Regions from separate parts of the Danio rerio genome. Here region 1 is linked to region 2. Evidence: chromatin contacts called from public Hi-C data. All regions are on one chromosome and are shown on one strand. Each heading gives the region's core, a stretch centred on a gene start, on an enhancer-like site or on the middle of the called end of the contact. The rest is flanking DNA. Distances are from core to core; before and after follow the strand shown. Region 1 holds the start of nfil3-2 (nuclear factor, interleukin 3 regulated, member 2). Region 2 overlaps LOC137490495 (a long non-coding RNA gene).

The links. A called contact is a pair of places that touch in the nucleus more often than the background predicts.
Region 1: a Hi-C map of an unstated tissue shows a contact between it and region 2, with 2.2 times the contacts expected there. The contact joins the promoter of nfil3-2 here to the enhancer-like site in region 2.

What each region holds. Positions count from the first base shown.
Region 1 is chr3:12,730,424-12,733,123 of GRCz12tu, forward strand. nfil3-2 (nuclear factor, interleukin 3 regulated, member 2) reads right to left here and starts at 1,333. Exons shown (of 1, transcript NM_001197065.1): 1 at 1-1,333. The coding sequence starts at 1,333.
Region 2 is chr3:12,616,800-12,619,499 of GRCz12tu, forward strand. It overlaps LOC137490495 (a long non-coding RNA gene), which reads left to right. Exons shown (of 2, transcript XR_011010021.2): 1 at 1-2,700. Among named protein-coding and RNA genes, the nearest start is that of zgc:63569, 64 kb to the left of the region's middle. Within about 2 kb of position 1,417, at least 4 of the 62 cell types and tissues checked have an H3K27ac peak or open chromatin away from gene starts, as enhancers often do.

The sequences.
Region 1 (2,700 bases), core at 83-2,582, 110 kb after region 2:
AGGAGTTCTGGGTCATGAATATGTGAGGGTGATAGCTGCCTGTGTCGGAGCAAGAAGATGAGGGTGACTCGTCATCGGTGGAGCCCTCCTTATCAGAGCTCCTGGGATCCCCATCTGTTGAGGAGCTGTCCTTTCCTGAGTGAGCCTCAAAATACTCTTCTTGACTCAGACCTCCTTCATAGGTCAGCACTGGAGGCTCATCGTTCTCCCTGGTGCTGGTTGGACAGTGATACTCTTGTGTTTCATCTGCCTCCCCTGGTCTTATTTGAAGATCTGGAGCAGCATTGATCCTGGAAGTTTGTCTCTGAACAATGTAAGCCTGCCTTTCGGCTGCCTCGTCATCTGGGCATTCGTAAGATGGAGAGTCAAATGGTCTTCTCTCTAGCTGTTTGGAAACCAGGCTTCTGCTCTGTTCCTCTGTAGCCTGAGTGAAGTTCTGCTGTTCTTGTGGAATAATGTCCTGACTTTCCACCGGATATGAGGCAATGCTAGAACGGTATGAGATGACACTTCTTTGAGCAGATTGAGGGTTGGCTGGACTTGCAGCAGTCTCCTGGTGGAGTTGCTTCTGTTGGTTGGTTGAATAACCTGGTTCGATGGTTCGAAGTACAGCAGGCAGTCTTGAATGAAGGTTGAACATCATTTGTGATGTGGTGTTACTGACTATGTCCATCTCTAGACCCATCCCTTCCTGCTTGATGTCATACGGCAGTGGCTCTGGGCTATCCCGAGAGGAGCCGTCAGACATATCAGAGAGGGAACCTCGTGGTGAGTACTTCGCCATTTTCACATTGCCGTCCCCTCGACAAGAATGCTCGGCTTCAGAAGAATCAGAGTTCAACATCATTTGAGAAACACTGGAGTACCCACTGGAGTAGAAGTGACCGGTGGTAGAGGAAGATGAGGAGCTGCTGCCAGAAGATCTATTGACAGCACTACCAATCTGCTGACTCTTTTCCATATAGGAGGCTGTACTTATCAGCCCAAACCTGAGTTTAAGCTGTAAAAGTTCAGTTTTCAGGCGTACATTCTCATCGTTCAGTGCAAGAACTCTGTTCTCTAGGATCATGTCATTAAAGCGGCGTTTCTCCCGAGAGCGCTTGGCTGCCTCATTGTTCTTGCGGCGCTTTTCCCAGTAGGATGCATCCTTTTTCTCATCTGAGATGAACTCACGCTTGCGTCGACAACTCATGTTGTTTGGCTTTGGTTTGAGAAGGCGGCTCTGCCGAGGGATGTCTTGAGGCGAATGAAGATCACTGTAGTCTGAAAAGCTTTCGGTGTTCTCTAAGTTTTCACTGGAATTTGTTGAAATTTGTAAGTTCAAACTTTCCATCTTGTTTCAATAAGAGCCCGTTTGAGATCCTTGCTTCGTCATTGGAAATGCAATTGAATGTAGAAACAGGGATGAGGTGAAGGGAAGAAAGGTCTGCAGGATATCCTGATGTACTGTAGACTGGAATATCTTCAACTAAGTAGCTGGATCAGCAAAGACTTGATGAGGTGTTTTAGCTTCTGGAAAGCTGAACCTCATTGGTTTTGTTGATGTGAATCTCAAACAAGTATCTTTAGATGATCAAGTGTCCAAGTTGGCTAAGAAAAGCAAGAATAGGTGTACCTCTATATGAATCCCCTGCATTTAACAGATCCAAGGGATCCCTCAAGTAAAATCTTCTCTCTATTTTGCGCACAATGTAGGTCAGTCTATCAAGACAAAAGGGGTGCGATCAAGGTCCTCAAGTACAGAGATGATCACCAGATTTGCTTAAAGGATTTTGACCTCTTTTCTTTGTCTTCACTTTTATTCCTTTATGTAACCTCTCTATCACGCCGACAGAGATGTGTCCCAGTGCCTTGGGCGTGTTGGTGGATATAGGTCACTCGGTCTGCCCCAGCTTGTCAGCCTCTTGGGGAGGGGTGCTTCTGCTCTCAAAGCCTCCAGCTGGCTGTTCGATGAAAGGCTGCACACATGAAAGAGAAAAGACAGATTTGTTATTCCTCAAAAGCTAAATCAATTCATATTTTGCCTTTAGGCACCTTAAAATCTTCTAATTTGCCATTCCAGTTTTACAGAAACTTTCCACACCTCTCTGTATGGCTGGGTAATTAGAATATTTGGAAGTGGAATGTTTAGCCGGTCCTTTGTCATGTTCTATTGCTGCATCTACTCGACCTTGAGAACCACGAAATTCTTTTTGTTGCCTGGCAACCACTGTCTGACCTGCTAACCCCTGCTATTGATTTCTGTCTGCGACCCTTAACCTTTACTCTCTGGCTAGACATTGGACTCCTATTATGCAAAAGGAACACGGTTAAGAATGCAGTCAGAGATTACCCAAACTACATTTCTGTTCAATGAGATCCAAGAACATTACTTAAGATTAGTATCCTCTTTCTGACACAAGTTCAGCGTCACCCTTTGCACAGATTTCCATCAAGACTGCAAACATGAATTCACATCTGTTAAGCATTACCAATGAACACATGATTTGCTTTAACATTTTGAAACCATATCCAGTATTGCATCATCTGCTCTGAAGGAAACAGTGCAAGATGTTTCAGCTTTTCCAACATTAACATCAAATGTTACAACACATCTCCTGGCTTCACAATCCAAATGGTCTGGTGCTCCAATGTGCAGTACTGTCACTTTCTTAAGTGACACTTAATTAAAAGACTTCCTAGGAAATATATATATATATA
Region 2 (2,700 bases), core at 167-2,666:
TTGTTTAAATTCAACACAGATGAATTGTTTACAACCCCTTTACGTTAAAAAATTGAGTAAATCCAAGGAGTCATCTCTGAATAATTTTTTTCAGTGTAGTAGTCAAATAAACAGGAATGAATGACTACACATATGAAGTCTCTGTCTGTGACGACTAGTCTAGTTTTGGGCTATTCTTAGACGTCTATTAGATTTTCACTGACAGCCCAAGTTTAGCCTTGTTTTAGCCAAGCTGTCTACGTTTAGATGTCTATTAGACGTCTATTAAACACAAAGTGAAGTTTAATTTTAAATTAATTTCGAGAGAAGCACGTGCTCATGATTGACCCAACTGGCCCGCATTAGCTAATCATGATCCTCCAATCAAAGGATCCCAAGTCACTACACATATCCTCATTTGCTTTCTACAACTATCTTCGTCCGGCGGAAACTCCCCTCCTCCCCTTTTTCTACCTTTATCTAGAATGGGCGGCACGGTGGCTCAGTGACTAGTACTGTTGCCTCACAGCAAGAATGCCAATGACGTTGGGTCCTCGCCTGGCCATGTGGTATTTCTGTGCGGAGTTTGCATGTTCTCACCGTGTCCGCGTGGGTTTCCCCCGGTTTCCTCCCACCAAATGTGCTCTATATTATAGATAAAATAAGCCTTAATCACCAATTAATTCACCTTGGCCTCCGCAGCAGGGGAGTTTGAGATTGACCTGAGCTCAATCTCCCCTCGCCCTGCGAAAGGGGGGAGCCCTGGGCCAGAGGATCCCTTGAGCTCATGGCTCTCTCCTGGGACAGCACGCCAAACAAGCCATGTATAAATCATGAGCTAAGTGTGAGCTCTTGAAGTTACCAGTAAGCATTTTTTTTTTTGTTTTTAACTGATGTCTAATAGACGTCTAAACATAGTCGTCTTGGCTAAAACAAGGCTAAATTTAGGCTGCCAGTGAAAATTTAATAGACGTCTAAGAATAGCCCAAAACTAGACTACTAGTCAAATAAACAGGAATGAATGACTACACATATGAAGTCATATGTCTAATTTTGGGCTATTCTTGGATTTAAGATTAGATTTTTACTGACAGCCCAAGTTTAGGCTTGTTTTAGCCAAGCTGTCTACTTTTAGGCACATAATTGTTTGCTGGGGCCATTCTTGTCTTAAGTGCAATGTATTATTACAACATGCAGAGGCTAACTGCCATTCAATTGGATGAGAAATGTCCAATCTTATGGACTACAACTTTAAATTGGGTAAAGACAAGCTGACAAATCTGCTGAAATGGATGCAAGGTCTGAAGCGGTTAATAAAGCGCGCACGGCTCTGCCAGGGTGTAAAATATAATTTGGCAAGAAACCATCAGATGATCATAAGTGACGACAGTACTCGCGTCACACCAATCCCGCAGGACACTGAGCTCTTGGCCTCCGTTGTGCACCAACCAGAAAAGCCCTTCCCTCAGGCGCTTGATTCTGATCTCCAGCCTTGTAGTTTATGGCGAGGGCAGCAATAATTCAGAAACAAGACGGACTGCCTGAGCCTTCATAATACGGGTGGCACACGGAGTACGAATCAAAGTGTATTAGGAAATGCGCAAGAGGACATTGTGGATCAGTAGCTGCTGGCTATCCTTCCTGTTTTTATATTTGGTAAATAAAGACAAATTCTCATGCTTATAATGCAGCCCTAAATGATTAAAGACACTTTATACTGTTATATAAATGTCATTATAATAATAATAATTCCTTATATATATATAGCTTTTCTGGAAACTTAAAGCGCTTTACACATTGAGGGGAATCTTCTTATCCACCACCAGCCTATACCATAAAGCATAAATAGCCTATGCATCTTTATGTACACTGTAAAAAGGCTGGCTTCCACACAATTGCTTTGTGTTGTCCCAACTCAAGATTGATCCATTCATTCATTTTCTTTTCAGCTTAGTCCCTTTCTAATCTGGGGTCGCCACAGCGGAATGAACCGCTAACTTATTCAGCAAATGTTTTACGCAGTGGATGCCTTTCCGGCTGCAACCCATTTCAGGAAAACATCTCAAATTGATCAGTTAACTTAGTAGTTTTTACCAGTTTTTTTATTTAATTTTTCAGAATGAGTTTTATACACAGCAATGAGTAGAACACACACAGAATGTGGTATTTTTAAGTAAAAAAAAGAACGAAGGAAAAAATGTATAGTACAAATTAAATAAAAAATCTGTGGTTTAATTCAAAACAGTAAAACAATATCATAGTGTGCACGGTAACGGATAATAGACATAATCAATGCCATGATAAGTCAAAGGAATTTCCAAAAGCTTCTGAAATTATTTGGATTTTTCTTTCAATATACAGTATGTTTAAACTTTTCCATAATTATGATTTCGTTAATCAGAATTATCCAGTTCTTGACAAGAAAAGGTTGTCTCGAATCATTTATTCATAATTAATTTCCTGCCCAACATTAGTAGAGGTTTAAAGACATTTCATTATATTTTTTAATCTGGACATTGAGGTGGTAGTGTGATTTATTTTACTATATTTATTTGGTGATATGTAAGCTCTGTGCAATATTAAATTGCATTTCTTTAAATCTGTTGCAGACTGAAATATTCAAGGGTAGTCTGATAATATCACACATTGTCGCATTTTAAGTTCTTACTCCCTGTCTTCTGCAATGAAACCAGATTTACTGGTTTATAGTGGAGTAAATTT